Regions from separate parts of the Mus musculus genome. Here all the other regions are linked to region 1. Evidence: chromatin contacts called from public HiCAR-type and promoter capture Hi-C data. All regions are on one chromosome and are shown on one strand. The core of a region is the stretch at or near the end of the contact, and the rest is flanking DNA. Distances in the headings are between cores, read along the strand shown. Region 1 holds the start of Guf1 (GUF1 homolog, GTPase). Region 2 holds the start of Commd8 (COMM domain containing 8). Region 3 holds the start of Tmem33 (transmembrane protein 33). Region 4 holds the start of Slc30a9 (solute carrier family 30 (zinc transporter), member 9). Region 5 has its middle 69 kb from the start of C330024D21Rik.

Region 1 (6,249 bases), core at 1,414-3,913:
CAAGGAAGAAGTTGGCCACAGTTTGAGCTTGAATACCCTGGAAACAGCAAGATAAGAGAGCGCAAGGTGACTGGTTTGGCACTAATGTACCACAAACTTACTAATTCCATACATCCCATATATATTCATCGTACTGAGATTTTGGATCATGCTAATAAAATGACACCATATGTCATGTACCTGCCTGGCAGAGACTGTGAGACCTCCGCCCTACTCACTGTGCTTCCTGGGCAGTGAGGAGTTTGGCTCCCCAGCCCCATCTTCAGGCTTTAAGACTATATTGTGCTGCCTTGCTGCACGGCAAAGGCAATGAGTCAATGAGTCGTGGACTACAACCTTCAAAACTGTGAGCCAAAGAAACTTGCCTTTACGGGTATTTCACTATGTAGTTACAGAAATCTGAATCATACCACTTCCTACGTTTCTGTACCATTTAAGTTTTAGGGTTCAAAACCAACATTACCACTAGTAAAGAAAGAGTCAAACTAAGCAGAGTGAGTCAGCACTTCATTTTAACAATATTAAAGTATTTGATTTAGAGTAAGTAATACAATAGATCTGTTATTCAAATGTAAAATTTGCATTTCCAAAATGCATTTTCAGAACTTTATGAAACAACCAAGTGGGCATGTCTTATCATATATAACGAGGGCTCTTACCTCATTTGCATCCACTACCAGTAAAACACCTTGGCATGCAGACAGTGACCTGGACACTTCATAACTAAAATCAACGTGGCCCTAAAATGCAAATATGGGTACCTTTAAGTATCAGCTACATATTTAAAAGGAACTGCTAGTCTACTGATATGACGAAAAAAATAATAATAAAATGTGATTTTTGTGAAAACAATGGAAACAAATTATTCTAGCATAAAAACAAAACTAAAAAGAAATCAATGACAGTTGTGCAAAATTTAGCCCTAAATGAAAGAATTTTGATTGCAATACTAACACGGTTAACAAGCAATCTTTGAAGAGACAAGATGAAACTTACTGGTGTGTCGATGAGGTTTAAAAGGTACTGTTTCCCTCCAAAGCTGTAAAACAGAGAGGCTGTCTGCGCCTTCACAGTGATTCCTCTTTCTCGTTCTACTTGTAATTTATCAAGAACCTGCTTGTTTTTCTTCGTCTTATCAATTGTTCCTAGAAATAGAAGCATTTACTAATTTCTCTGGGCTTTAAAACAAAAAAGCATTAAAAACAATTAACAGAAAATATTAAAGATGAATGCCTAAAGGTAAGATATTGCGGTAAAGCTAACTAACCAAGAGCAGAGAAGATAAAATACCTGTTAGCTCCAGGAGCCTGTCAGCTAAAGTGCTTTTGCCATGATCCACATGTGCAATGATACTGAAATTTCTAATGTCTTCAACAGGAAATCTAGACATGTCAGGTTTCTCCTAAGAAGGGAAGGGAATATCACAGTTAAGGGTATAAATTTTCCATAAAACAAAGTACAAATTCAAAGAAAAGTCTTTCCATCGATGGACAACTTCACGTATTGCAGTTTTGTAAGCTCCCCGCTCCCTAATAAAGATGTATGACTAAGCCTAACTACAAAGAACAAATTACAAAATACTTGACAAATATATCAGTTCCATAAACAAAGCTAAATATAAAATCCTTAAGTAATACTTCCTCACATATTGAGCTAATTGCAAATTTACTTTCATGGAGAGTGAAAGCCATATATAAGTCCTCAGGAGTCCAAGAATGCCTTATCAAGCAAAATCTCTTAGACACACCACATACTCCTGGAAATGGGTGTCTGAGCAAAACAGTCTGGGGTGTGAGTGTGTATGTGTGTGTGTGCGCGCGCGCGCTCCCTAGGCATATTCAGTTGATGAAACTGTCATGACTATAACATTTGTTTTAGCTTTCTATTTCTTACTTAGTGTAAGGCAGGTAAGGGTATGGAAAAATTATTCAAACAAAATGTAAAAGCTGCATTGTAGTCCCCCACCACGCATTTAGGACAAAGTGATGCAAACCCGCACGACTTTCGCAAACCCGCTCGACTTTCAAAAACCCTGAACGGTGACGAATACAAGTCCATTTTTCTAACCACAAGTCCCTTGCATGGGACTAAAATACTCCACGCCTTTGCATCCTCCAATCTTTGAAATTTGATAACTATCCCAACGCAGCAAAGAAGCTGCAGGATCGGATGCAAGTCAAGCCAGTTACTCAAGAAACGATAACTAAAACTTCAGGGAAATCGATGCTACAAAGGAGCAGCTTCTCGGAGGTTTTTAGAAATAGCACCCGCTCGTGAGCTACACCAGCCCTAAGCCGAGGAGCTAGCGGGCACGCTTCTGATGCGGGTGAAGCGCAGCCCACGCCGCGCCGGCGAGCAGCCGAGGATGCTCGCCCACCGTGCATGTGCTGAAGCCCTGCACCTTCCCCGGGTGATGGTCACCTTGAGCTCGGCCGCGCTGAAGAGCCTGCAGGCGGCCCTGGGCTCCGAGGCAGCCGCGTGCCGGGCCCCGGCGGCCCACGGCGCGAGAGCCCGCCCCACGAGCGCCCACATGCCTCGGCGGCGGCTCAGGGCCCAACCCGCCACGGAGACCACAAAGCCAGGGTCGCGCTCCGGCCTGAGCTGACACCGAGACCCAGGCCTGACGCGAAGCAAACGCGCCGCCTGCAGGTCGCGCCGCTTATGACGTCGACGCGTCTACGCGGGGGTCGAAAGGTCAGGGATGGGAGAGCTACAGGGACCGCGGGTGATACTGCCGGTCAAGCGCGTGTCCTGGTGTGACAGCCTTGAGAAAGCCACAGTCTAGGCGACCGGAGTCGGGTGTCGCATCACTCTCTGCGCTCACTCCAGCGAATACAATGGACAGGAGACGCCCTTGTGTGTGTGTGTGTGTGTGTGTGTGTGTGTGTGTGTATGTGTGTGCAGCGCAGGCCTCAGATGTGGAATCTCTAAAGTGTGTGTGCTCCACCAGATGGGGAAACAGTTCGAAGTCCCTCTACTCTGGGGCCATCAATGGCTGGGGAGTTCTTTTAAGAGACTTGCAGGAAAAACAAAAAACAAAACAAAACAAAAAACAGTTCATGGCTTCTACGAAGAAAATTATTTCATGCTTAGCCAATATGAAGTATAGATTTATTAATAAAAACAAAATGCATCAAAGGAGAAGGATGCTGGCTTCTCTTTGTCCATACAAAAGCAATTCTCACCTTAAAATAGGTAAGAGAATTTATTCTGGAGGCAAACATACCCATGTTTCCCAGGTTAGGATAACCCATAATTCTATTTTTCAATGAACTTTTTGTAGTGACACAACAACAACAACAACAAAGTCATAGGAAAAAGTATTTTTCAAGTACATTGATAAAACATTGTTACAACACAGCTTAGAACTAGACTTAATAGTATTCAATAGGTTTAAATCTGTGTGTCAGGATATTAAGTCTAGCATTATCTTCTAGTCACAGGATGGATACCTCTCTGTCCTTTAAGGCGTATCCCTTAGTTTTCTACCACCTTTTCTCAAATAGCCAAATTCACTATCCCATCTTCTAGAAAGCCAGGACATGTTTCCTGAACATGGTCTAAACAATTGAGGTGGCTGTAACATTTTTTAACTTCTGCAGTTTCTCAAAAACCTCCTTCAAAATACTAACATATAACTGCCCATCTCTAGACTCTGATTGTCCCTAACATTTATTGGCATGCCTCTCTCAGGACTGTTCCCTTGTCTAACTAACCAATTCAACTTTCTTGTAGTCAAGGACCCTGGTTCAGGTACGACTTGCTGTGACCTGCACAACTTTGGGATTGTCTTGACTGGGGCAGTGGGGAATGAAGAAACAACAGACACATGTACAGAAAAGCTAGGATTGGGTTGGGCTGTGTGTTCTGATGACACACTAGTAGCCTGGAAAATAAGAAGGCTTACATAGGCTAAAGGAGGAGGCAGGTTAGCTAATCTTGATTGTGGTGTCTCTGAAGTGCAGCACTCTAGGTTGTAGTCACTCAGGAGGAAGAAGCTGTAGTTGATAACTTCTTTACATACACTGTCTACATCCTTGTAGGACCTTGGCATTGCCATGGGTCTGAAGCATTGACAGTTGTGAGGTGATCATGTTCATGTTAACAATCTATATTCACTAAGGACTTCATCTGCTTCCCACAGCCTCTGACTATCTACCCAGGGAATGGTGCTGCCCACAGTGACCAGAGCCCTCCTACATCAATTAACAATCAAGACAAACTCCTCAGACACACCCACAGGCCAATCTGACCTGCCTTATCACTCCAATGAGACTCTCTTCTCAGGTGACACTAGGCTTTGTCAAGTTAATAGTAAAATCTAATGGCCAGATGAGAACCCCTCTCTGAGGAATTCATAGTTTAAGTTCTCTTCCATCCTAGTTAGGGTTTCCATTGCTATGAAGAGACACCATGACTAAAACACTTATAAAGCAAATATTTAAGTGGGTCTAGCTTACAGTGTCAGAGGTTCAGACTGTTATCATCATGGGAGAAAGAATAGCAGTGTCCAGGAAGGTATAGTGCTGGAGGAGCTGAGAGTTCTACATCTTGTCCCAAAGGCAAACAAAAGACTGTCTTGCAAGCAGTTAGAAGGAGGGTCTCAAAGCCCACCCCCACATTAACACTTTTTCTCCAGTAAGACCACATCTCCCAACAGCACCACCCCCGTGGGCCAAGCATATTCGAACCACCACTGTATCTTTGAACTTTCATTTTCAAATTTGGAGATTTTGTTGAGAAGAGTGTTGCCCTCAGGCTGCTGTTCCTTTGTCCTCCTAGAGAGTAAGATGTTTCACTTTCACGTTACTAATCTCTTAACAAGCACAGTTACTTTCTCAACATAAAATGGCTTACTTAACCACTTTCCTCAACAAGTTACATCTTCCATACATCTTTAGTTTCTCATAATCAAACTAAGCACAGTAAGTAACACTGTTTGTGCTGGACAGTTTTAGGTCTACTTGACACAAGTTAGTTTGTGGCATCTGAAGAAGGATCCTAAGTTGAGAAAATGCCCCCATAAGATCTTGCTGTAAGCATCCTGTAGGGAATTTTCTTAATTAGTGATTGATAGGGGAAGGCCCAGACCATCCTGGGTAATGGCACCCCTGGGCTAGTGGTTTACAGTTCTAGGAAAAAAAAAAAAAAAAAAAAAAAAAAAAAAAACAGGCTGAGCAAACCAATAAGCAGCACTTCTCCCTGGCGACTGTATCAGTTCCTGCCTCCATGTCCCTGCCCTTTTGGAGTTCCTGCCATCACTTCCTTAATGATGAACTACAGTGTAGAAGTGTAACCAAATAGATCCATTCCTCCCCATCTTGCTTTTACTCATAGTTCTTTATCATAGGAATAGCAACCCTAACTTGGATACCATGATGCAGTTGGACATTATGCTATCTTAAATTTTCTTCAGCCATCCAGCTTAATCCATTACATTTAGATTCAGCTTCAAGTACAAGTGTCTCTATACTGTTCTGAAACTTTGTGAACACGACCTTTATTGTCTTTCTTTCTGTCAAAATTCTAGCTTTCCACCCCCTCATTAGAATGGCCTGTTAGGATCTGATTCCAGGCCTTCTCTTGGTTTTGCCCAAATTTTTTTTTTCCTTTTAGAAAACCAGTTCTAAAAGCTTAAAGGCCATGTGGTCATGTTTATGACAAGAGCAATCCATCTTTTGTTACCAAATTCTTGTATTAGTTACTTTTATCACTGTGGCTTTAACGGATACATCAAGAACGCCAGATAATGGCTTAAGTTTAAGTTTAAGTGCTCAAAAGTTTAGAGCACTGGCTGCTCTTCCATATGGCAGTTCACAATGTCTGTACTTCAGCTACAAGTGATTTGACGCCCTCACAAGGCATAATGCAGGCAAAACATTAATGCACATAAATAAATAAATCATTAAAAAGGGAGCAGGATACAATTGAACATATTTTGTCCAGAGCCATGACAAATCAAGAATGGATCCTGATACTCAACTGTCTTCCTGTTTTTATGCCTTTTGTTTTATTCTGGGACCCCATTTCAGGGATTCAGAGTCTATCCTCCAGTCTCATTCAAATTATTGTTTTGTAAACATCCTCATAAATATGCACAGGCATGAGCTATCTAGGTCATTCCAAACCCAAGCAACTTGACTATAAATATTAACAGTCTCTCTCTCTCACACACACACAGACAGAGACAGAGACAGACAGAGAGACAGAGAGAGACAGAAAGAGAGAGAGAGACAGAGACAGAGACAG
Region 2 (6,249 bases), core at 1,814-4,313, 2.6 Mb before region 1:
CAGAAATCTGTGTAAGGAGTGGGAGTCCCCCATAATATTATCTGAAGACTTTCATGACCAAGTGGCTTGGTCATGTTAGAATAATAGAAAGCAAGGGGTTCTGATTCATTAGTGACTGACAACTCAGAAGGCAGACTCTGTTGCAAATACGATCTAGAAAATAAATTGGAAAATATATCATCAGTGTAAATGGTTATTAGTGGATGCCTTTAGTAAGACATTGGGAGAAGGAGATGGGTAAATTCACACACACACACAAAATTGGCTAGAGTCTTAATTTGGGTTTCTACTGTGGTGAATAGACACCATGACCACAGCAACTTTTATAAAGAAAAATATTTAATTGGGGCTGGCTTACAGTTTCAGAGCTTTAGTCCATTATTGTCATGGCAGGAAGCATGACAGCATGCAGGCAAACATGGTACTGGAGAAGGAGCTGAGAGTTCTACATCTTGATACAAAGGCAGCTATAAAAGAAATGAGCCTTGGCTTAAGTAAGCATTTGGTACCTAAAAGTTCGACGCCACAGTGACACACCTTCTCCATCAAGACCACACCTTCCAATAATGTCACTCTCTATGGGCCAAGCCTTCAAACACTTGAGTCTATGGGGGCCCTTTCTATTCAGACCACCACAGCTAGGGTTTGTTTGTTTGTTTGTTTTTTAATTTTTTAAATCTTTCCTTGCTATTGTTTAAGCACTGTGCCATCGAGCTATATTCCAGGTCATATTTGGCTGCTTTGAAAGCAAACATTAAAAGAGATCAATATAGTCATAATTTGTCAAATATGTATGCACTGTAGATGTCTGTCAGAAATTGGAGAAGGACGGAAAGGAGGGAGGAAGAACTTGAGATTTTTTGTGGACGAAACTCTACCCCCAAATGACAGACAACAAAAACAGGAAGAACAATAGAAAATAAGGAAACGACCCCAGAAAGAAGCTCTCTAAAGAGGAAGCTGGCGTTCCAGCTTCTGCTCAGCACTGAGGCTTCCCTGGCTTCTTTCACATCTCCCAGTTGCAACCCTTCATCTGCATTGCCTGCACGGCCCATAAGGCAGGCTGGATGTATCTTGGCGATATACAGGCAGGGGAAGAAGTCTCCTTAGAAAGGAATCATACCATTTTCTAGGTGCTAGGCTGTGCTTTATGTAAACAACTTTACAGGTATGAACTTAAAACAAGCCCTGTAAAGTCTGCATGGTCATTCTAAATAATGAGAGATGAAGACGCAGACCAGCCAGAGACGTGAACTAGCTTGCCATTGCTATACAGACGATAACAGTTACCAATGATTTACAGAGCTGGACTTAAACTTAACTCCAGAGTCTGCATTTTAAGCCCTTACTATAAACAAAGTTAGGGTGACAGAAACGCAAATACACCTAGCTGAGGTAGGATCAGAACAGACAGGTAATGTTTTAAAGTGCTTCAGGGCACTTAAAACATTTGTTTGTTTGCAAGCCTGAAAACTAGGGTCCAGACCCCAGGACCCTAAAAGGAAGGAATCAATGTCTATAAGTTGTCCTCAACCTACACACACCACACACACAGACACAGACACACACAGACACACACACAGACACACACACAGACACACACACACACACACACGCTTTATTTTTTAATGAAAAAGTTGAAAATTAAAAAAAAATGATGCCTTAAATTACATACAAAGACAAGCGATTACTAATGAAAAGACATTAAATATTAAGGGCTCTTTCCTCTCACTTTATGTAATATTTTAAATTCAGCATCTGCCAGAAGTTCAATTTTAATATAGTCATGTTTCAAAGGTCAACCTTTTCTTGGTGTCCAGTGTTGTCTAAATCCCGTTTTTTGATATCCTTTATATCCTGATGGATGTCATTTTGCACTATTAACTTACACATTGCATGGTCACAGAAGCATGCATTCCTGTAAGCCTTCCTTTACCCAGGCAGAACAGCAGAACTCTCATTCTTTCTTCAAACTCTGCAGCTATCGCTCATGTATGTGACTGTGGACAAGGCATATCTATCTATCTGTCTGTCTGTCTATCTATCTATCTATCTATCTATCTATCTATCTATCTATCTATTTTTCTATCTATGCCTCTCAGCACTTTCTAACACTCTTAATCCTAACATTACATATTGGGTTGTAATCACCCTAATTGTTATGGCACCTTCTCATGACAAGGCTCATTCTATCACGAACTTTCTTTTTTTTGGATTGAAATTACAACTCAAAGAATTTTGGGTTCACTCCTGTGGTAAATGTGTGGGTATAAACATGGGTTTTCTTTACCAGCAGGTTGTTTTGTTTCTTAGCTTGGATAATGAGTCTTTGGGTTGCTTAATAATATATAGCTGAACTTTGCCTTTCTATGAGTTCTGTCTTGGATTGCGTTTGCTGTTTGTAAACGGGGGGGGGGGATCCAATCTTTTTTTTTTTTTAAAGATTTATTTATTTTATGTCTACGAATACACAGTAGCTGTCTTCAGACACACCAGAAGAGAGCATTCGATCTCATTACAGATGGCTGTGAGCCACCATGTGGTTGCTGGGAATTGGACTCAGGACTTCTGGAAGAGCAGTCAGTGCTCTTAACTGCTGAACCATCTCTCCAGCCCCCCACCCCACATCTCTTCTTAAAATAAAAAAAAATTAAAAAAAAAAAGTAACTTTAATTTGTCTTTGAGGTCAAACTCTTTGACTAGGAGACTGTCAGATCTCTGGGGGAAAGGCCCTGGGTTCAAATACAGGCTGTGACTATTACTAGATGATTTTCTGCAGTGAAGAAAGTTTATGAGATCTGTCTCTGAACACAGTCTCAACCGAGCAAAAGTCTGTAAATCTTCCTTCAGCAGCAAGCGGATGGGTAACAGACTTCCCCTCAGTCTCGACCGCCCCTCCCCCCCCCCCCCCCCCCCCAAAAAAAAAGAGGGAAAAAAAACTTGCTCTTTTTTCTACAGGAGAAAACCAATGGCTGAGGTTTTGCACATGCGCACAAGGACTTTGAGCCCGCCCGCCGGCCCCGCCCTCCAGAAAGTCACGTGGACGAATCGGAGCGTAAGCCTAAGGTTCAGGCCTGTCACGTGACAGGTATCTCTACTTCTCGGGGATGGAGCCGGAAGAGGGGACGCCGCTTTGGCGGCTACAGAAGCTGCCTCCGGAGCAGGGCGCCGGGGTGAGGGGTTTGTGAAGGGCACGGGAAGGCCGGGGTCCGGACTATTCTTCTTGGGCCCCTGGAGACACAATGGCGGCCTAAGGACTTTACGCGGTTTAGGAATGGCCCAGGCCTGGGTGCGTGTGGGGTCTTCTTGCTTCTAGAAAGCTCGGGTGGTAGAGCCCGAGATCTGCTGCGTCCGCAGTCTTTGAGTTCAGGTCTCCCGAACGCCCCTTTCTGTGTGAGGTCCGGCGGATGCAGTGAGGAGTCGAACCCGGTGGGACCTGTTCCCTGGAGGGCGGGAGGAACCAACTCCTAACCAGAAAAGGAGTAGCCACTCAAGTTTGGCCAAGAGGTGATCGCAGCCGCTGAAAACAGCTCACCCATAAAGCCAGGCTTGTGGAGACCAGAGACAGCCAACCAGGGTTTCTTGCAGCACACCCAGGGTCCAGACCTCTGTGAAAGTGATTTGATGGTGGCACTCTGCCCTGCTCAGGCTTTCAGAAGTCTCCACTGTGGCCCTTCTACCCAAAGTCGGCTTCAGTTGTAGATGAAAGAAATTTAACGCCACTCCCTCCGTTCTTTAGAAAATGTACTTTAAACATTTTCTTTGATTTTACAAATGAGGACAGTGAAATATGTCAGCCACAGGTTTCCAGCAAGCCAGGGCCAAAGCTCAAACCTATCTATGGACTGTGTCTCCTAACTTTCAGGGTGTCTTTCCTCCTATATAGAGATGGCCAAAACATTTGACTCCTGAATCTGAGAGCTGAGCCAGCTGTCTTCTTCCTGGGCCTCTGCCTTTTGCCACAGCTATGGGAAATCCCTGGTTTGGGTCTCCACTCCCTTTTCACAGCATTGGTTGTTGTGGTGTCACCATCCTTCTTTACCAGGCCACTCTATTTAAGAAACTCTGGGTTTCATCCTTGGACCTCCCCTTTTCAACCTCCTTTACCTGTTTATGGTCTCTGCCTCTATAGTCTCACACTTACTCCTGCTCACAATATCTTGGCAAAGTTTTGGAAAAATAATGTAATTACTTACAGGAAAGTTGAGTGCAGATTAAAGCCTTCACTCCTTTCTGTTGTATGCAAGGCCTTCTGTGATTTGGCCCCTACTCGCCTTTTCAAAGGTCCTCTGCCCTTTCACCCTTGTCTGCCTTTCCAAAGATGCAATTCCCACTCCTGCGCTGGGGTTTTATTTCCAGTCCTGTGTGCGGGCACATTGCGTTGGCTGGGAATGCCTAATGGCCACTCATCTTTTCAATTCAGCTCTTTCCTTGTTCCTTTGCACCCGTCATAAACACCTTTTCTATCCCCTCTCCTCTACCACACGCACTTATTTATATGTGTACTTTTTTTGATAGATTGGAACTCTGTTATGGTAGAGCATCATTTATCCTCAATGTCCTCATTTGTAAAATGAGAACAGTTACAATGCTTACCTTATAGAGTTGCAGGGAGTGTCAGGATACTGTTTGGTAGACATTACAGGTGGCTTTTGGTTGTATTCCCATTTTATATGGTGAGTCAGAAGTTACCCATCTGTGTGGTGTTTTGGGGGTTACTGTTCCCCACGGAGTGGGTTCATATCTAAGGCGATTGGAGTCTAAAGACGTTTAGCTCAACGCCATTTCCCAGTTACTTGGATTTAAGTGGTTGGCAGGATACAAGTGTCGCCTGGAACAGTATCACATGAATGTGATTATCTGCAGTAGGACACGGAAGGCTTGAGCTATGGAAGTAGTGATAACAGCAGTAAGAACAAAGGCAGACTCACGGCCTTCTGATGTCTTGTGCCTGCTAAGATGCTCGAGTTACTGTGCTCATATGTAATTCTATGACATTGTGTGGTCAGGTGACATTCTTCTCTTACGCTTGGATCGCAGAGAATGTAACTAAAATGAGGAGTTGGTGGAACTAGGAAGCATAGCAAGCAGTTTTGTCCTAAATCCAGTCTTCATACTCTGTTAGGTTCACATGGTTTCAGTTGCTGGTAGTGCAGAGCGGAAGTCAGGTGGGAAAGGAAAGATGGCCAGTGCTTTTCTCAGAGCAAAGCACAACACCCCTGCTGAGGAATAGGAGAGTATGCTGTTGGGGGCCGGGGGAGGCAAAGCCAAACCGAGGTAGTAGTGCTCCTGGGGGGGGGGGCTTATCTGTGAGAGGAGCGCGTGCTTGGTTACTACAGAGATGGCACCTTCAGATCTCGGAGGGAAGCTTCTACGTGAACTGTTCTCCATTCAGGGATTTTGGAAAACAACAGTGTACCTTAACATTATTTTATTTTCTAAAGGTAGACTTCATAATGGAAGGTCTGGGATTTAGCAGGGTTTGGTAGCTCATACCTGGAACACCCAAACTTGAGAGACTGAGACAGGAGGATTGCCACAAGTTTGAGGCCAGCCTGGTCTACAGAGGTGAGACCCTGTCTCCAAAACTAAACAAAGCAATAAGACAACAAACAGAACGACAAAGAAAACCACCAACAATAAATCTTCAAAATAGTTGCCTTTCTGTCGTAGCTGGTTTTATAAAAGGCACGTCTGTCAATGTCATTTTCTTTAAAGTACTTTGATTTCCTTTTTTCTCCCTAGCTTCTTCACAAAATCATTGATGGCTTCTGTGGCCGAGCTTATCCTGCCCACCAGGATTATCACAGTGTCTGGAATTCAGCTGAGTGGAAGCATGTTCTCGAAGATGTTACCACGTTTTTCAAAGCGGTCGTTGGCAAAAACTTCTCTGAGGAAGAGGTAGTTTCAGTCCTGACCTCTTTACCTGATAATAAGTATCATCCAGAGGTTCTAATGATGTTCATAGGGTTCTACCCATGTGTTCAGTAGCTGATCACATGCTACAGCAGCCGAAGGTCTAATCGTGAGTGAGTGGAAGACCACATTGGATTTTCTGGGACATGGCAGTTTTGTCTTAGTTGTTTTGTTTTTTTTTTTTTTTTTTTTTTTTTCTCCCACTGTAACACTTTGAAAGCATAGCGGTGAATGCAGGATGCTGAAGAAAGCCTGAGTGTTCTGGTTGTAGTGATTAGACTCTAGCTTACATTGGATCTCATGGAAAGTGGCTTTTACCACTTTGCCAAGAAC
Region 3 (6,249 bases), core at 2,250-4,749, 2.3 Mb after region 1:
AACTTAAAAGACCTGCAGAATCCATCTCAACCCAAGACATCTAGTTTTCCTCAGCTTTTCAACGAGCAGTCACACAAACTAGAAATAAAACATCCTAATTGGTATTACCAGATTACTGTTGCTGTTAAGTGGGCTTTGTGTTAGTCTTAATCCCATTTACAATTGAACAATTCTAAAGCTAAAAAGCAGTCATAGATACTGACCGAACACCTCTGAGTCAGAAACAAGATAATACATACCCAAGAAGAGGCAGAACGAACAGAGCGGAGCAATAAACTGTGAACAGGCGAGAAAGCCACATTGCTGTGTCCAATTTATTGGTCATCATGAATTGCTAGATTAAAAAAAAAAAAATTATGGTACCCTAAGCCCAAAAACTATGTTAAGGACAAATTATGCACTATAATCCTATGAAGAATATTGTAACACCATCTTGTAATATTTGCTTTTGCAGATCAGTAAGTGGAAACTCACGTTACTTAACCACTTGCTCACACATATGCTATGGAAAGCATGAGAAACACTTTCAGAAAAAAATCGAGACAGTAAAACTTTCTGTGCTATTTCAACATTTATAATAATGGCTCCATCTACTTTAAAACAACTTTAAATAATGACTAATGGCTCTCAAGAGAATTATAATGTCTATTCTTAGAAAAATCTCAAACCCACATAGTCAGGACTCAGAACTGAATAAAGCATCAGATATTAGGTCTGGATTAAATAATCCGTTAAAAAGAGAAGTGTAAAATCGTTGCAACAGTTGGCATAGAACTCATTCGTCTATAGACGATTATTTGTCTATGTATATGCAGAGGTGCCTAGCACCCCCAAGTCACTGGAAATAAGCCTATCAAATATGAACTGCTATCTGCTTCTCAGGTCCCATGCAAGTTTACCCTGGTATCAGTGGCCCTAGAGTAAGCTTATCATGAAAGCAAGAACTTACACCTGCTTTAGTGCGAACAAGCGCCTCATACCAATTTCTAAAGGGGCTTTTGTATCTTAACTCTAATGCTCAGAAATAATTCTAATACCAAGACGTCACATATGTGGGTATGTGAACTGAAAGGAGTCTCACAATACACATTCTCATTAAATGTGGTGGCATTGTTTCTAGCTGGTGCTTCCAATAAGCTGATTTTGAAACATATTCATGCATCTATCTGAGGTTTTTAAATACTAGTTTTAAGCAATGTCACTGTTTTTGTGCATGTAAACATTTTTAGGAAAAAATGCAAGTATATTTAAAATTCAAGTGTATTTTATTACATGCCTTTTAGTTACATGCTAGCAATTTCAAGAATAAAATATACTGCTAGTTTATTCTATCTATAATTCTGCGATGCTACTAAATTTAGCTGACTGGCAACAGCAGCAGTCAAATGCAAGGATGAAATCTAGATTACCATGTCAGTTTGTTCAGAGCCTTCTCTTTACAATCCATTTGTTGGGCCATCAAGACGGCCCAGCAGTAAAGGCACATGCTCCCAAGGCTGATGACCGAGGTGTGAACCCTGAGACCACCGTAGATGTAGAGAACTTATAAGAATACGTTGTCCTCCGACCTCCACACATGATACTCCCTAATGAAATAAGTATTTGTGTAGGGTTTTCATTCTTTAGCAAGTCACTGAAGTGTCCATTTTAGACATCTATTCTAAAGATTTGATTTTATTATTTTTAACTGTGAGTATGTGTGGTGCATACAGTAACCAAGGAGTCCAGGGGATCCCACTGGAGCTGGAGTTACAGGTGATTGTAAGTCCTCCCCCACCCCCCGCTGTGGGTGCTAGGAACTGAACTAGGGTCTTCTGCAAAAGAAGCACTCACTTATAAACACGAGCCCATCTACCCAGCCCTTCCTCTGGGTCTTCTGCACGTACGTACACTCCATTACACAATCAAGGAGCTGAAGAGGCTGGTTTAAGTAGAGTGAACGGCCTGGTATATATAGTTCCACAACAAAATATTTTAATGGATCATGGGACTGAAGACTTGAGGACAAATTATTCACAGTTTCAAAGTATTAGGCCAGACAACTTCTTACTTACAAAGGGTGAAATCTATTTTTACAATGGCAAATCAGTTGATTCAGGATCATACCTAATTCCCCAAAGAATCAACATAAAATGGTTCTTGTGTCCTGAGAAGGGCATAATCAAAATGTAATTTCAGTTTCTAGAGCCTTCTGTAAAACAGGTCTAGACTTTTGAAACTAGGTGTGTCTTCAAAGCCCAGAGATAATAGAGGGATTTCCATGGACTGACTGGGAGTAAAGAGGCAGAACAAATAAACACAATGGCTGCTTCCCAAAGAGGGGAAGGGACAATGGACAGTTAAGGAAATCTGCACGTGAACTACAAAGTAGATTAAAATGCATCCATGTTCAATTCCCCAAATGTAATGAAGTGGAAAATAATACTTAAGTATTTTTGGGTTATCAAAAATCTCCAAATGGGTCAGCAAAGTTAAGTGCGTGTACACAGTACAGGGGTGTTGTAAAAAGCTTTTTAAAAAAAAAAAAATCAAAACTTCAATTTAAGGGCAAAAACACAAAAACTACCTCGAGTCGACCTGTAGATCAACATTTTTAATTATAAAGTTTACAAACGGGCAGTCCTCCTCTTTGTAAACGACTAATCAAAGAAACACACCACTCTCTCCCCTTTGCAAAATTTCTTAAAAGGCTTGAAGTAGGTACAAAGGGCAATACTACGACGCGCACCACGAGGCATGTGGGTTGAATAGATGGTATTTTCCACCTTGGGGGCCGAAGACGATCGGAGACCGCGGTGTGGGAAGGGGCAAGGAGGCCAACATCCCTAGCTGACAGGTGACAGCCGCCTGCTCCAGAACTGCCTGTTGTCGCCTTTGAAACAAACTTGGAGCTCCTCTGGCCGCCACTCGGCTCCTCCCTAACCCCAGTCCGGCAGGCAGCGGCTTCTAGAACCCTCTAGCCCTCTCAAACACTTCCTGCTCCTCGCCAACTCCGGCTGATGGAGCCGGGCGACCAGGCCGCTCACTTACCACAGCGCCCGCCCCTTGGGGGCCGTTCGGGGTCGTATCCGCCATGGGAGACACTCGGGAGCCCGGGACGCTGCAACAGCAAAGAAGAGCAAAACGTCAGTGCGGGGCGACGACCCTCCGACCTGCTTTCAGAGCCGGCAGGAACCCCAAACCCCCGGAGGAACGGGCCCTCCCGGACGCGTGCAGCACACAGCCGCAGAAGTCCCCCTATGGCGGCCCGGTAATACCTGCCCCGCTCGGTCCAGACCGAAGCTGCCTTTCTAGAAAGACCCAAGCGAAGGCGGAGCTTCGGAGAAAGGCCTTAAAGGGCCGATCGACGCCGCCGGTTCCCGGGGTTGCAAAACCGGAAGTGATCCTTTCGTTTCCACGTGAGTCAGGCGGGACGTTGAGAGTCACCGGGCGTGGTTTCCGGAGGCATGACGGGAAATGCAGTTTTTCTCCTTGTTTTGGTTCCACCTTCCCTACGAGCCAATTGGCACGGAAATGTTAAGTAAAACCACCGAGGCAACTTTCGTCTTAACCGGCACTCAGGCGATTTTCCTCGCTGGCTTCCGAACCTCAAAAATCTCTCTACTTCCATATACAGAAGCTTCAGAAATATCTATGATCTCTCCAGATAGCGATTCACCAAACCCTGTGATTTAGTTTTCTTATTTCAAGCACTAGTGAAACCGGCTATGTGACAGACGCTTGGAGGAAAAAAAAAAAAAAAGAACATAACACTGACCTTCTCAGAGACAATAGAGCAAAAACGACCACAAGCTGAGTTAATCAGGGGTTTCTGGAAAAGTAATTCTGGCCATAAATCTTGAAGGGAAAGGAAAAATTGTATATGAAAAGGGAAGGAGGTTCCAAATAAGAGAACAGAGCAGGTAAAGTAACAGAATGAATCAGGACAGTTCGGTGTGAACTGAATGAATGGGTCTGGGGGGGGGTGAAAGATTTGAACTGCTGAGAGGCAGGGTGTGTGGCAAGAAAAACATTACATGAGGGCACGGGAGGGGTTGGAAGGAAAGGGGAGAAATGATGAAGTTATATTTTAATTAAAAATATTTTTAAAGACTTATTATGTATACAGTGTTCTGCCTGCATGTATGCCAAAACTTCTGAACTTAACTCTGCAATCTAGGGAGCCAAGCTACAACTTTAAGCAGAAGTGTGACATCATCTATATTAGAAAGATCATAGGGAGGCCATTGCACACAACTAGGGAGAGCAATGAAATCCTGAATTGTGTGATGGTGTGGGAGAAAAGAACAGGAAAGAAGACTTGAATGTGGCTTCCATAATTTCATGTCTGGCTAGATAAAAGGTATGCAGGGGTGGGGGTGTCGTCTGCAGAGACCCGGAGAAGAGGCATAGAGAAAAATGAAAAAGAAGAACAGAAGAGAGAGGTGGAGGACAGGAAGCTGACTACAGATCTATACTCCAACTTAGGAACCGAGTATCTCTAAGCTCCTACTCTCTCAGAAGTACAATTGCCTTTATGATTCATGGCAGCCTAGGCGCCAGTCAGCTGCTGTCTAGGAGTCAAAGGATGCTCGGTAGAATGTTGTAAACTTTTCTTCTAAGGCCAATGTCCACATTCAGGTCCCCACAATCTCCAGTCTAGATTCCCTATCACCCAAGCTCAGCTAACACATTATCTTCTCTGCATTGCTGGAGTATAATTTGTCCCCTATTTTAGAATATTTATCATTGTCTAATATTTCTTTTTGATTATTTGTTTAATCTGGCTCTCCCACCATGTATGGGTAGTGTGTGTGTTTGTGTGTGTGTGTATGTGTGTGTGTGTGTACATGCACACATGTGTATCTTGGTTTACCTGGGGTGTCAAATACAACAGACTGAGTAGTTTAAACAACGCAACTTCTTTTTCCTCACAGTTCTAGATGCCTGGAAATTCTAAATCATTTTATCAGCAAGATGAGTTTCATTCTAAGACTTAGTGTTGCTGACTAGATCAGTGATCTTTTTACTCTTAGTAGCAGAATTTGATTTCCTTCTGCCTCTTCTGTATTCCCGAATTTTCTGACTATAAGTAACTATACGTAAGTAGATAACAATGCATCTGATTTATACTAAAGTTAGACCTTCAGTCTTCCCACTCTCCATAATAGCTAGATTTTCTCCTTGTGTTCCTATCTCTTCTAAAATATAGAAATCTGGAAGGCAAATGGAGTCTGTTTCTAAGTCCATCCTCAAGCTTCAGATGAAACCGTACGAGCAGATGTCATTTCAGTTTCGGTTAACTCAGTTCCAGGCCATTTGGGGACAGTAGAAAATAGACTGAGTCCACAGTGGAAGCTGAAGCTGCTCTGCAAAGGCACGAAAGCAAAGATTCTGCCGAGAGAATGTTTGCATCTTCCGCCTGATAGTTCTCTCTTTCTCTTCCCTCACTGCTTTCCAGCTTCGAAAATTACTCTGAGCACATTTTATTTATGGGTTAGGGCAGGCAGGCAATAGCATGTGTGTAGAGGTCAGAGGACAACTTGTACGCACCGTAAGCATAGTAATTAAAACCTTAAGTGTAATATTAACCATCACCCTATGTGAGTATGAACCCAGAATTCACACAGTAGGAGATCACCAACTCCTGAAAGTTGTCCTCTGACCTCCATACCTATGCCATGTCATGCCTGCCCTAACCTATAAATAAAATGTAATTACAACACACACACACACACACACATACAGCTTTCTCAGGGTGTACAGGCTGTACCCTGTCAGCCCATTTCCTCCTTTTCCCAGATGTTGAAGACTATTCTTAAATTGACTGAGCTCCTAAAATATTCTGTTCTGGCAAGATAACAGGTCATGTGACTAACTGGTATTTTTGCTTTTGTAATCAAACTCTGTCTAGAAAAGATGATCAAGACAAAAGCAAGACATGCATGTTAATATAAGACCCTGCCTACACTTAGTCAAAATACACATAATCAAGTGGGTTTGCCTTTATAAATAAACCCTGGGCAGACATGGCTAGGTGCTGCATCTTGGGAGTGCTCTCAGGCGCAACCCTGATGCTGGTTTGAGCACCAGTACCTAGATAATAAGCCTCTTCTTATTAAAATGTATTCGTGGCCATGATGAAGCCCCAAGTAACCTCTAACCCTCTAATAGCAGTAATCAGGCTCGGCAGCAAGTGCCTTTACCGATGAGCCATCTTGACGGCCCAAGACATCTTTTTAAATACACCGCATGGGCTTGGATTACCCA
Region 4 (6,249 bases), core at 1,423-3,922, 2.2 Mb after region 1:
AGTACAAGAGAGTTCCTACATCTCCCATAAAAAATATCATATCATCAGTAGAAAACCTTAAGAGGATAAAGATATGGCTTAGCAGCTAAGTACTGCATATGCCAATAATTATAGCCCCATGTGATTCACGCCCTCTGTTGGCTTCTGTGCACACACATTCTGGAACATACATGTGCGTGCACACACAAACAAATAAATGTTTCGACAAAAAAAGGAGTAAACTTAGCCAATGCAAGATAGACAGCAGTGAAATCCTTTAAATATATATGTTTAAAAACAAACATTTTAATGTCTGTAGACCATGCTCTCTGCATGTTATTCATCAACATTCAACCATCTCCTCTGCCCATTGCTGCATTGTTGGATATGCTATCCTACCGCCATATTGAGTATGCTTAGTCCAGACTGTGATGGGCTGTGTGAAATACACACTGCATTCTGAAGACAACACAAAATGGGAGACACCTTAACATTTTTTTAAAAATTATATGCCAGAATATATACTAGCTAAAGTATACTATTTTTACTTTTAAAAATAAGTCTACCACACAGTGCAAAACTACATGCTGTGGCCAGGCTCTTGAATACTGTCTTTCTTCTTTGACTTCACAGAGGTTTCTCATTTTTATGTATTTGTATCAGTCAATGGGTTCCTCCTGTTTACTCTTTAGTGTCATTTTGGTTTTTTGAGATGAAGTTTTTCTGTGTGGCTCTGGCTGTCTTGGGACTCATTCTGTGGATCAGGATGGCCTCAAACTCAGAAATCCTCCTGCCTCTGCTAGAACTAAAGGCATGGACTGCCATACCTGGCCGCCTCTGTTTATCCCTGAGAAGACTTCATTAGACAGGTAAGCATTCTAGAAGAAGAAACTAAACTTTATTTCTTCTCAAAGAAAATCATCTGGCTTTGGATCCCCAACTCCCTCTCCCCCAAAACATAAACAAACAAACAAAAACAAGACAAAAAGCTTCAAATAGTTTTTCTTGTAATATGCATCCAACTTAAATAGCACACTTTCTCCAAATGATTTTTAAATTTAACCATAGTTTTGATTGCTCTTTCAAATACCGTAACAAAACTTCCACCAAGGTGATGTTTCAAATTTAAAAAGGTGTTAAGTGTTAAAAACACTAAATTTTTTGTAGTAATAAACATCCTAAAAGAACTCTGCAAAGTAGTCCTAAATGAAGAGACTAATTACTATCTGAGCTACAGAGAATGGGACAAAGAGCCCAGCATTTTAGGCCCAGTGACAGCTACCCAGAATAAGAATTACAAATTACACTACTGCAACTCACCTCACCAACACTGAAGGGGCACTTTGGACAACATTTAACAGCCACTATATGTATATATATTTCTGTGTAATATGTTGAAGTTTATTTGGAGTTTTAAACAGAGGGCCCATTCTGTTCATAAGTGGCATACCGCCACCATGGGAAAACTAGCTACAGTATTCTGTCATTAACAACAAACTAAAACAGTGTATTGCAATCAATTCTTTTGCAACCTTAGAAACCAGCTTTTAATACGGTATGAATATATTCTACTTTATCTGCCCAGCACAGGAGTGTGTGACCGCTTTTATCAAAAAACCTGAATGGCTGCAGCTTTTGCCTTCCGATCCAAGTTTTTGAAGGGTGACTGTGAATGTTTGAGAAACGTTTCTGTAACCACTCTTTGCAAATCCCAAGAACCTGAGGGGCTCGGGTTAGCGGTGGATTTGGTCCTGTCCTCTCCTGGGCTCTGCTAGCAGTCCTCCGTGTCAAGCTACGGGAACAAGGGAGGTGAACAGAAACAGGACTTACACGTTTGATGCTACTTTAGAAACTCTCCAATAACTTGAATCTGACTGAGAAAGCAATGCTGACGAAGATGAAAACTCTCAATCCCACCCTGCGCCCAGGGTTATTTATGTACAGTTTCAGGAGACACTTTTGTCACCAAAAGGATTGTTCGATATAACCGCAAACTTCGGTGGGTTTCCTGTCCCCCAGACTATGCCCATTCGATAACTGTGAGAAGCCCTCACCTTAAGATCCGTATGTGACATCCACTTTGATTTAGGGAGATTTAAGAAAACGGGATGGCACTAAGAAAAAGTGTAGCGCAGGAGTACCTCACTCAACCTAAGCAGCAACAGAACTGCGGCGGCGGCCCAAGGGGACCCTCCAAGCTGGTGGAATCCGCCATTTCCCACGGCCTGTTTGGGTCACCCTGGGTCACCGCGATGTGCCCTAAGACCTCCGGGTCTGGAGGTCCGCCTCAGGGTGTCCCTACGCGGGTTGGCCGCTCCCCGGTAGCCGCGGCTCGCGGGGACACCTGTGAGGACCTTGCGAGACCGGCAGGCTCTGTCTGGGTTGGAGAAGGGCAAGCGGGCGGGCCAACTGCCGAGGCCAGGCGCGGCCTCCACCGGTCCGTCACTCACCCTGGCTGCGGCCGCGGGTCGCTGCCCGGCCGCCACCGAGCCTGCACAGCGCCGCCCAGCTGCACCTGTGCGCCGCGGCGGCGGCGGCCAAGCCCGGAAACATCCTGGCGGGGCAGAGGCCCCCACTCGGACACCACCTCCTGCCTCCGAGCCGCCTGCCGCGCCAACTGACTCCATAGACCGGACCCCGGCGAGCACGGATGTGTGCGCCGCGGCCGGCGGCCTCGGCGACCCGGAAGTCATGGGGGTGTGGCGCGACAGCGGAAGTGACGGAATATGCCAGCGGGGGCGGGGTGGGCGGTGCTTCTGGCCAGCACCGGGCCAGGACGGTGTGCGCTGCCGACTGTGCTGGGCATTTGTGAGTCCGTGTCGTGTCCCGGGAGACAGTCTTACGAAGCGCCGCCGGGGCGTGGGAAGCAGGAGGAGAAGGCAGGGTTTAAGCCTCTGTCCCCTTTCCTTTTGAACCCTCGGCACCGCTCTGTCCAACACCGTGGTCACCTTGCTGATCACTCAACCTCCGCTTCTCGGTCGTAGTATAACAAAATTAGAGGCGTGCATAAAATTTGAAGTCGCGGTACTATGTGTACGCGAAGATGGAGCAGTTTTTCAAACAGCCTGGTCCCAGAGAGAAAGAAACCTGAACACATTCGCCTGTTTTAACCATTACCATGTCAGGTTCATTCAGTTCTTAGCTTAAGCCTTCTTTCACCACCCTAATTATAATTAACGTGGTTCTCATTTTTAAATAGTTACCCTGTACACTTTTCTTCAAAATACCACTACTGAAATTATTGTCCCCCCGGAATAGAGAATAGCTATATGGACACTGGATCCTGTGCAGTATACGTATACTACTATATTCCAGGGGCTAAGTCAATACCTGTCTGGCCAGATAAATAGAATGGGATGCATGTCCAGTTGTTTTAAAGATTAATTTAAATCGCTTAGTGAAAGTACTGTAAAATAAAATTTTAAATGGAAAATGAGTGCACAGGGCCGAGGGAAGGTATAGGGAACTTTCGGGATATCATTTGAAATGTATATAAAGAAAATATCTAATAAAAAAATAAAGAAAATGAGTGCAAATCAGTAAATGGGGAGGAAACCCACCACTTTGAGTGGACTTGAGGCTCCCTTCACAGGAGGGAATCCACCTCTGGTAAGGTTAAGCAGGTCAAAAGCCCATGGCTAACAAGGTTGTGGTCTCTAGTAAAAGGCTATTGCAGCTATTTGGATAAATATATTATGGTCTGACACCCCTTCCCCCATAACTGTAGCCATTTTGTTCCATGCTTGCCAGTTATATTACTACTCTAACATGCCTGCCACTCACTGACCAAGAAGTGACTTGGCTCAAGAACATGCTGACCACATAACCATGGTTTTGTCCTGTATGTTCTGAATGTTATGTATGAGGTTTGCTAATCTTAAGAAATTCCATCAAATCAAAGGTCAACACGAACTGTTCTGTGTAAAACGGCTTGAGTTAGAGCTGACCACCGGACAGCCCTTCCTGCACCTACATATGAGCTCACTGTGGTTTTTGTGGCTGACAGTGAAGAATGCTTCTAATAAGCTAAAAAGTTATAACACTCATGCTCTGTTATCTCGATGTCCTGAAATTCCCCTGTTCACCATGCATCCCGACACTTTCCTTACCTTACTCAGGACCCATCAGCTGATATACTTTGCCTCGTGAGCCTTCCTTGCCCTTTAAACTTCTGTACCTTGTTTTTTGGGTTTTGTTTTGTTTTGTTTTGTTTGTTTGTTTGTTTGTTTGTTTCGAGACAGGGTTTCTCTGTGCAGCCCTGGCTGTCCTGGAACGCGCTCTGTAGACCAGACTTTCCTCGAACTCAGAAATCCACCTGCCTCTGCCTCCCAAGTGCTGGGATTAAAGGCGTGCGCCACCATGCCCGGCCTGTACCTGTTTTTTTGTTTGTTTGTTTGTTTTTCCTATAGAAAGTCTACTATGAGAGCAGACTGGTGCCACAATTAGGTTTTTCCTTCTTGTGGACCTAGGCATCCAGTGTTATGGTGTGTGTTCAATAAACTATTCTTGCTTAACTGCGATGGTGTGTGTGGCAAATTCCTGAACCCCAACAAACGGATAGGTTATTCTGGTTAAATTGCCTTCTAAAGTGTGTGCCCATAGAGTAGTGCTACTGTCAGCTTTGAACAGAGCAGCTGTTTGTTTGTTTGTTTGTTTTCTTTTGCAATGGTCAATGGTAACTGCAGAAACGCCTAACTGATCAATAAAACTGAGAATAAATGACTGTTGAATGCCTAGCCATAAACTGAAACATTTGTATCACTTCTTCCAAAGGCCAGGGAACATTCTGGAAAAAAGGGGCGGATGAAAAGTAAAAACCAGAGGAAGTGCAGGGAAGTAGTGGAAAACACGGACTTCCAGTATGACATCGTTGGTGCCTTCTTGAACTCACACTTGCTGTGATTACTCTCAGGAGACTGGGCACATCAACACTGTGTCTGGGGAAAGAGAAGGGGCTCCTGGGGTCCTGCCCTCCCCTGAGAGTTTCTACACAATGGTTGATGGGGGAAGGGAGAGACATTTGAAAGCAAAATTTCACCCATTCACCTGTAAACAACCCTAATGAAACTCATGAGATGGCACTCACAGAGACAGGCACACGCACATCAAAGCAGAATGGAAAAGCTCACTGGGAAAATGACAGGGATTGGCAGGGGTGGGCAGAGGACAAGAGAGGAACAGGTGTGCAAATATGATCACAATACACTGCATATAAAATCTCACAAAAAACCCTTTATACATTATTAATATATGCTTATAAAAGCTTAATGAGAATCAGCACAAGGATTTTGTTTTGAGACAGGGGCTCACGTTGTAGCCCAGGCTAGCTCAGCAGTCACTATATACCTGGAGTCACTGTGAACCTTTGAGTTCACTGTTCCTCAGCCACCTTTCACTTTCTCAATCAGTGGTTCCTTTCTTTGGAAGAAAATGTAAAGCATTTCAAAAGACTTTGTGACTGTAGTCTGTATTTTCTGGAATGCAGGTCCAAGTGAGCATGTCCCTCTAGGTCATTTTCAGACATTCTGTGTGTGATTAAGATTTTAGATGGTCTAAACTGAGAATGTATGTTATAAACAGATGCTTAAATTGCACTATTTTATCAGACAGACAAAAGCGGAAGTGGAAAATGACCAAGTGCCACTCAGGGTTCTCATACACCATAATTTCTACAAGATGTTTCCAAGGAAGTTGCTGCCCTTATCAGACACTTTGAATCTAGCTGGCTGAACTTTGTTTCATCCTGTCTAGTCCTGGGACAATGATGGTTCTACTCATTAAACAAGCCTGGCTATCTATCTGGAAAATGGACTTAGATGATTCATTACAAAATAAAGAGAATGGTTCTGCCCCGAGGCTTCCAATTTTGAGTACAGATGTATCCGTGGGAATTGTGTTCTTCTCCCCTTCAGGATTAGTGTGGAAGGACCTTACCAACCTGAACATTTTTTAAAGGCTTACACATGGCTGTATAAAAGGACCGTCAAACCACAACTAAGGGTGTGTTGGTCGCCACTACACAACCAGAGGCAGAGATAGAGCGTATGTGCAGAGACATTTTCTATGTCTAAGCAAACCTTTCTTGCACGTGAAAAACTGTTCATATTGTTTCAAACCACACTGTTAATCCCTGCGTCCACTTTTCAGAGATGCTGAGACACTTGTCTCTAGTCAGCATGAATGTGAACATGAAATCAGACTCAGGCCCTCTGTCACTCCAATATGTATGTTCTGAAAAGCATGTTGTAAGGCAAGGAGAAGGCAAAGGGT
Region 5 (6,249 bases), core at 1,322-3,821, 2.0 Mb after region 1:
TTAAACCCAAATTTTAAAAATTAATTATTAAGCTCATATTTTGTGTAAGACTGATGTCACATTCTAGAAACACAGGCACTAGCAATTGTTCTTGGCCTTATCCTGGCTGCCGGAAAAGACAGGCCAGCAGCTCTCAGAACACAACGCTCCAGTGTGAAGAGCTCAGTAGAACACTGTGGAGAACACGTGTAGGGAGAAGTATTGCCACAGAAATCCCAAAATGGCTCAGAACAACAGCCACTTTGTTCCTAGGGCTATTTCTCTTCTCCAAAAGTCCCCGCCCCAACTCAGAAGTGAAGGGATGTTCCCAGGCCTTATGGTGGCTACGAACTGTTGGTCCAGAGCTGTGTTCTTACTGTTTAATAGCGGATACAATGGATTACTGTAACTTGTAACTCCCTACTGCTGGAGGCTTATTCTGACCCTAGAGTCTTCTTTATTCTTCTACCCCAGCGTTCAGAGTCTTGAAGGTACCCTGTACACATCCTGGCTTCGCAGGTCCATCCATCACCTCGATAACTAACTCGGATACGTTCCATGTACCCTGACTGGGCCCATGACTAGCTCCGTGTTAAACGAGGGCCTTCTTGAAGGGATTGGCAGTTTTCCGAGTAGTCCTCGTGAAAGAAGCAATAAGCCACGCTAACACAGGAGTCCACATACCTGCGTGGGCGTTGTCTCTCTCCCGGCACCTTCCATCCACATCTAGGAGGGGAGCCGGCTCTGTAGCTCAGCAACTTCTCTCATTCTTCTCGAGCCTCGCCTCCGCCCCAGCTCCCAGGAACTACAGGAGACCACTCAGCACGTCCCAAGCCTCTACCCTTGAGGTTTGCAACCAAATTCTCAGTCCAGATCGCAAATTCAAACACACTCCACTGCTCTTGAAATGGACAGGTGCCCTTTATCATTCACAAAGCCCCATTTTCTCTCTACAGAGCCTACCTTGAGAGGCCCCTGTTTCTTTATGGAACTTAAGTTCCTATTTTAAAATTTTAACTTAAGTGCTAAATTCTGCTGAGATGTCCCTGTCTTAATCTGGGGAAGACGCTGTTCAAGCAGCAAAGAGGAGACAAATACGCTCGTGCATTCTAAAAGGCGGCAATCCGGATCTCTTATGTTCACCAATTTAACTGTCCAAGCCATAACACGTCACTGTCTGCTTCCTTCTGCAACCTTTCTGAGAGGAAAAACGTCTATTCCGAAGCACTTTTGGGGTGTTGTTGGGTCAGATCCCTAAACGGTCTTTAGGTCAACAACTGACCTAAACTGAGGGTCAACAACTAATCATTTTCATTCATACAATACAACGACGTTACTGGGCAGAGCCAGACCGTGGCCGATGGTGATTCCACAAAGTAAGTAGAAGTCACAGGCAACATCAGAATCACCGTGAGAGAAGGCTACTGGACATTGCCCAGAAAGCAGAAGGACCTGGAGAGAAAAGAAACAGCTGCAGAAAGAGAAACAAAACCCCCCAAAGAACCAATTTCCTAGGGAGTCAGACTGCTGAGTAGCTCCGCCTGCAGGTCTCTGCAGTCATTGCTTCTCTTCGTAACTGATTTTCAGATTACTATATATTCTCCTTTACCAGTGATTGAGATGTTGAGAAAAGATGATAGGTAGATGATAGATAGATAGATAGATAGATAGATAGATAGATAGATAGATAGATAGATGATAGATAGATAGATAGATAGATAGATAGATAGATAGATAGATAGATCTATCATTCAATCACTTTGCCTACACAGGAGACCTCTAGAAAAATAAAGTCATTCTAGATAGATAGATAGATAGATAGATAGATAGATAGATAGATAGATAGATAGATAGATGATAGATAGACAGACGGACAGAGGTCAAGGCCCTTTGCTTTACCAAAATCGTCGGAGCCTCTCGGAAGCATCCTTTGTAAGCTCTAGGTGTAGAACTCAAACCAAGTAAACTGCTCTTTGAAATCCCAATAAAGCTCACTGCGTTCTCTTGCAGTAAACACCCAACCCACCTTATTATAAATGGCTTCCAAAATGATACTAAGGTCCACCACCGACAGTATGAAGCTGAACTTTTTGCTTACACGTGAGGCAGGGCGCCACCATATAAAGACTCAGTATGCTTCAGGAGCAGGTCAGGAATGAATACGAATACAACGTATACTGATCGCATCCATCTCTACTCTTCCCACGCCAACTTCTCCCGTACCCTCCTCTCTCTCTCCGGCTTCTTCCATACCCCACCCCACCCCCAGCTCTCTTCAAACTTTGTAGCTGAGGTACGTTTTAAAAGGATCACTCTGATTATTGGAAAGTGATTGGGCAGGGCCATGACTTAGAGGCAGAGGACAAAGTTACACCACTCCCGATGCTGAAATCTATTCACTTTTGCATTCTTCTCGATCCAGCAAATGCAAATTCATGGTTCCAGAACCTAAGGCCTGAACACCTCTCAACTCACCCAGACCCCATATTCTTTACAAACCACCCTTGCAGGCCAACAGACATATCCCTCTCTCTGACCTCAGGCCGGGAGTTGGGGGTTGAGCCCGGCACCGTGTCAACTGGGGAGACCCAGAAGCAGAGCAGATCTTGGGAAACAAAATGCTAATCCACCCAGCCACCCAAGCTGTGACTGACTCCCCTGTACACTGAGCTGATCCAAGTAAAACACAGGCCTTTCAAAACAGCAAGGAATGCTCGCCTGGAGTGTGCGCTAACGAGTCCAAAGCCAATTATGTCTCATCTGATCTAACCAAAGCTGATTTCCTCCGGTGGCCCAGCGAGAGGTCAAATGGCCATTCCTGAGGGTTTCCACGGAGCTAAGCCAGAACACGGAGTTCCTGGAGTGTCCCTCGGGCCCACAGACCAACTGCGGAAGAGCTAAGCAGTCGAAGTTTTTAATTTCCCTCCCTCTCTTGATAATTATAAATACAACACTGCAAATTCCCTAAGAGGTAAGTGAGGGTTCACTGCTCACTCGCAAAGGAAACGAAAGGAAATCTTCCATATTTCTCTTTACCACATGTGCCAGATTTTCATTGAAGCCAATCCGGAAGTGGGGGGACAAAACAACAACAAATAGATATTATTTGCTAGCGGGGGGGGGGGGGGAGCATGCGTCCACATTCATGCTGCTCTGTCGGCTGAGGTTTGCACCTCTGCAGTCTCCACTTGTTCCGGAGAACTGCAGGGTATCATGCAGTCTGAGGCCGCCCTCTAGCGGAAGTTTGCCTGTATTGCGCCTGCGTACAGATGAGCTGGGCTTCTCAGAATACCTGGCAAAGCTTTGAATCATTTCCAGTTCCCTTTTATTGCATGTGGCTTATAATTCAGATCGAAAGCCAGATATGCTGCTAAAACGAAGATAATGTCAGGCTGAGGATTAGTGAGCATTAGCCGTTGAGAAAATGCTTGGAAGTTGGCCAGGAAAAGGCCTCTGGTCCATAATGGTAAGATGGGTAAGATTTTTTTTTTTTCTGGGAAGATGAATATATGGCCTCATTACCCTTACCCTGAAGTTGTCTGACCACAGCCAAAGGTCAGTCTATTCTTCTCAGGGCTACAGCAATTTAGACCCCTCTCCCCATCCTCAGGGGTCCGAAGAAGGAGGAGGAGGAGGAGGAGGAGGAGGAGGAGGAGGAGGAGGAGGAGACTGGTGGTTTTCCTGCATGCATGAGGGTGTCAGATGCCCTGGAGCAGGAGTTACAGACAATTGTGAACTGCCATGTGGGCGCCGGGAATTGAGCCTGGGTCAGTGCTCCTAACCACTGAGCCATCTCTTCAGCCCAAGTCCTGTGTTTTAAGTAAAGGGTGAGAAAAAAATATATATATGTTTTTTTTACATCATTCGTTTGTACAATGAGGGGCAGTCTGGAAAATCCGGATATAAGTGTCCTTTGTGCCGAGAGTACTGCTCAGGGCTATACTGCTTGCCTCTCTCGTACCTAGTTCAGACGTCCATCATCAGCACCACAAATAATTACGATTTGAATTTGTGTTTGGTGCTGAATGTGGTGCTGAAGAGTTGGTGTCAATTTCACCCAAAACGGAAGACAGATCCGTATGACAGATACGATTGTCTGTGCTTGCCTGGCATGAGGAAGGCACAACACCACCAAAAAGGAAAATAATAATGAAAGGAGTAAATGAGTTCTAGTGTTCAGTGGTTTAGTGTGTGGTAAACCTTTATCTGAACGCCACCACATCTTCACTTAAAAATATTTTTACTTAACAGTGCCTTTTTAAAACATACTGAAATATTTAAAGGGAAGGTTCTTAGTGATCTGCCTTAAAACAGTACAGATAAAAAGCTCATTAAGTTGAATGGAAATGAGGGGAAAGCATAACAATCAAATCAAATGGGTCTGAACGGTGGACTTTTTAAAATTATACGCGGAATCTAGATCTGACAATGCTGCATATTCCTGGCAGAGTGAGCACCGCTGGGGTCCAGGCAGGAGCCATGTTCAATGCAATTTGGCAGAAGAGATCTGCATCCACAAACACACAAACTTTATTTCCTGTAATTTAATCCCTGTAGTGAGTCCCCTGTTCCACCAGGGGGCGAAAACATGTCCTCAGTTCTGCAAGGCTAGATGGGGCCAGGAGTGGCAGGCTGTGGTGTTGGACTTTACCTCTGAGCTGGGAGTGGCCATTAAGAACTCACGTTTACATCAATCTTCAACTGTGTTATCTACTTAGTCCCAGTGGGACGCCCTTTCCATCCCCTGGCGACTGACTCCTTCATTTCGCGCTCCCCTGCGGCCAAATGTGCTGCTCTGAGATGCTGTAATTCTGCCCAGAGTCACTAGGCTCTGCTCCACTGAGACTTCTTTAAAGTGCTGGTAACAAGTCTTTCCTGACACCGTGAATCTGTGTGATGACCCGGAAGTCAAGTGGTGCACGAATTCATGGACATGGCAGGAACCCCAGGACGTGTGGACAGAGAAAGATGCCGGCGGCACTGTTGCAAAACTAGTTCGACTCTACATCTAGATGTAGGATAGATATATGCTAAAGAATACACCTATTGATTAAGACTGTGAAGAAAGTTAAACTTTAAATTTGAGTGGGCACCTTCTCTTTCCCTTGCTCAGTCTGTTAAGTGCTTCAGGATAGCAGGAGAAATAGAGCTTAGAGCTACAGGGCCACTGTTCCCCCGGAAAGGGGAAACACGCGGGAATGGGGGACAGGGGAGATGACATTGTCTCAAGAACCTCATACCTCCCAAAAGAGACTTGAGAAATAGACAGGGAGAGAGAAAGAAACAAAATTTGGGGACCTGATGGGTTATCCGGGGCAGTCTCACTACACACCAATCATTGCTCTTCTCTGAAAGAGGGCCATGGAGAGCCTGCTTGGCCAGATTCATTCATTCAAATAACTCAAAGGCGACTTTAGGAGGGTGGCCTCTATGCAAAGGCTTTAAACAACACTCCTGCCATCTGCTGGGCAGAGTCCTAAGATGCAACGTCCAACCCACCTTCATTGCCTTGTTCATCCCACCAAACTTGCCTCGTTTTAAAATGATACTTCGTCTTTGACTTCATACATCTTCAGCAACACTGTCTCATCCAGCCAATTAGGAGCTAATTACAGGATCCCCCAAAGCTGCTGTTTCTTGATGTCAGGAAACCCATTTGTTTTCCTCCGATGCATCTATTAGTCCATTATTCCCATTTATCCCATTTGCACACAGCACTCCGCTGCTCCAGACCCCCAAATTGCTTATTTTATGCTTCTTCTCTAGCACTTAATGCAGTTCATAAATTTCACTCTAAAAGTTGAGGCATAAATCATGCTAAAAGCCCATGTTTCTGAAGAAAGCCAGCCACCAATCAAGCTTGGAATTCCAAACTTCAGCATCAACTGTACGCTGACCTACTTCAAAGGAAGGACTTTTCCACCATATTGATGTGCAGTTTAGACTTTTCTAAGAAACTTCCCTCCGTCACGTACAGCAAGCTCTGCTTAAAAACGAGAGTTCAAAGTGTTTGCTTGGTTTTTGTTGTTGTTTTTTTTTTCCCTTTGTTTTCAATACTGAACTTTCTGGCGTGGCACCTTTGTACAGATACACAATTTTTTTAAAATTGTCCTTGAGAAACCACATTCACCTTTGAATAAGATTAAAGGTTATAAGTTCAAAGTCTTCAGTAATTACACACATCACCATCATCCTGTACTCCGCACACTGTTTGGATTGGTGTTGGCGGCACGTGGGGTGTCATTTGGATGACAAAAAGAGGCTGACATC

The links. HiCAR-type assays count read pairs that join an accessible place to other places. Capture Hi-C pulls out chosen DNA fragments and counts their contacts.
Region 2: a contact with region 1 is called in a HiCAR-type map of astrocytes, with 10 times the contacts expected there. The contact joins the promoter of Commd8 here to the promoter of Guf1 in region 1. A contact is called at or near these places in 10 of 39 promoter capture datasets (the C10 cell line, the HPC-7 cell line, HPC-7-derived erythroid cells and 6 more) and 3 of 115 datasets of contacts at active chromatin or transcription factors (astrocytes, large pre-B cells and stem cell-derived neural progenitor cells).
Region 3: a contact with region 1 is called in a promoter capture Hi-C map of liver, with 2.5 times the contacts expected there. The contact joins the promoter of Tmem33 here to the promoter of Guf1 in region 1. A contact is called at or near these places in 7 of 39 promoter capture datasets (the 3T3-L1 cell line, the C10 cell line, hippocampal neurons and 3 more), 1 of 115 datasets of contacts at active chromatin or transcription factors (pro-B cells) and 2 of 9 other capture datasets (adipose tissue and liver).
Region 4: a contact with region 1 is called in a HiCAR-type map of astrocytes, with 8 times the contacts expected there. The contact joins the promoter of Slc30a9 here to the promoter of Guf1 in region 1. A contact is called at or near these places in 7 of 39 promoter capture datasets (the C10 cell line, HPC-7-derived erythroid cells, cranial neural crest and 3 more) and 1 of 115 datasets of contacts at active chromatin or transcription factors (astrocytes).
Region 5: a HiCAR-type map of astrocytes shows a contact between it and region 1, with 9 times the contacts expected there. The contact joins the enhancer-like site here to the promoter of Guf1 in region 1. A contact is called at or near these places in 5 of 39 promoter capture datasets (the 3T3-L1 cell line, the C10 cell line, cranial neural crest and 2 more) and 1 of 115 datasets of contacts at active chromatin or transcription factors (astrocytes).

What each region holds. Positions count from the first base shown.
Region 1 is chr5:69,553,338-69,559,586 of GRCm38.p6, reverse strand. It overlaps Guf1 (GUF1 homolog, GTPase), which reads right to left and starts at 2,663. Exons shown (of 17, transcript NM_172711.3): 1 at 2,422-2,663; 2 at 1,291-1,402; 3 at 997-1,145; 4 at 660-740; 5 at 1-37. The coding sequence starts at 2,532.
Region 2 is chr5:72,165,003-72,171,251 of GRCm38.p6, reverse strand. Commd8 (COMM domain containing 8) reads left to right here and starts at 3,063. Exons shown (of 5, transcript NM_178599.5): 1 at 3,063-3,173; 2 at 5,746-5,901. The coding sequence starts at 3,108.
Region 3 is chr5:67,257,815-67,264,063 of GRCm38.p6, reverse strand. It overlaps Tmem33 (transmembrane protein 33), which reads right to left and starts at 3,499. Exons shown (of 8, transcript NM_028975.4): 1 at 3,258-3,499; 2 at 3,031-3,100; 3 at 240-334. The coding sequence starts at 3,075.
Region 4 is chr5:67,303,378-67,309,626 of GRCm38.p6, reverse strand. Slc30a9 (solute carrier family 30 (zinc transporter), member 9) reads right to left here and starts at 2,672. Exons shown (of 18, transcript NM_178651.4): 1 at 2,430-2,672. The coding sequence starts at 2,532. RefSeq lists a cis regulatory region at 2,301-3,024.
Region 5 is chr5:67,529,508-67,535,756 of GRCm38.p6, reverse strand. No RefSeq gene overlaps it. Among named protein-coding and RNA genes, the nearest start is that of C330024D21Rik, 69 kb to the right of the region's middle. Within about 2 kb of position 2,571, at least 41 of the 459 cell types and tissues checked have an H3K27ac peak or open chromatin away from gene starts, as enhancers often do. A contact at or near this core is called in astrocytes and hippocampal neurons, where this site is marked.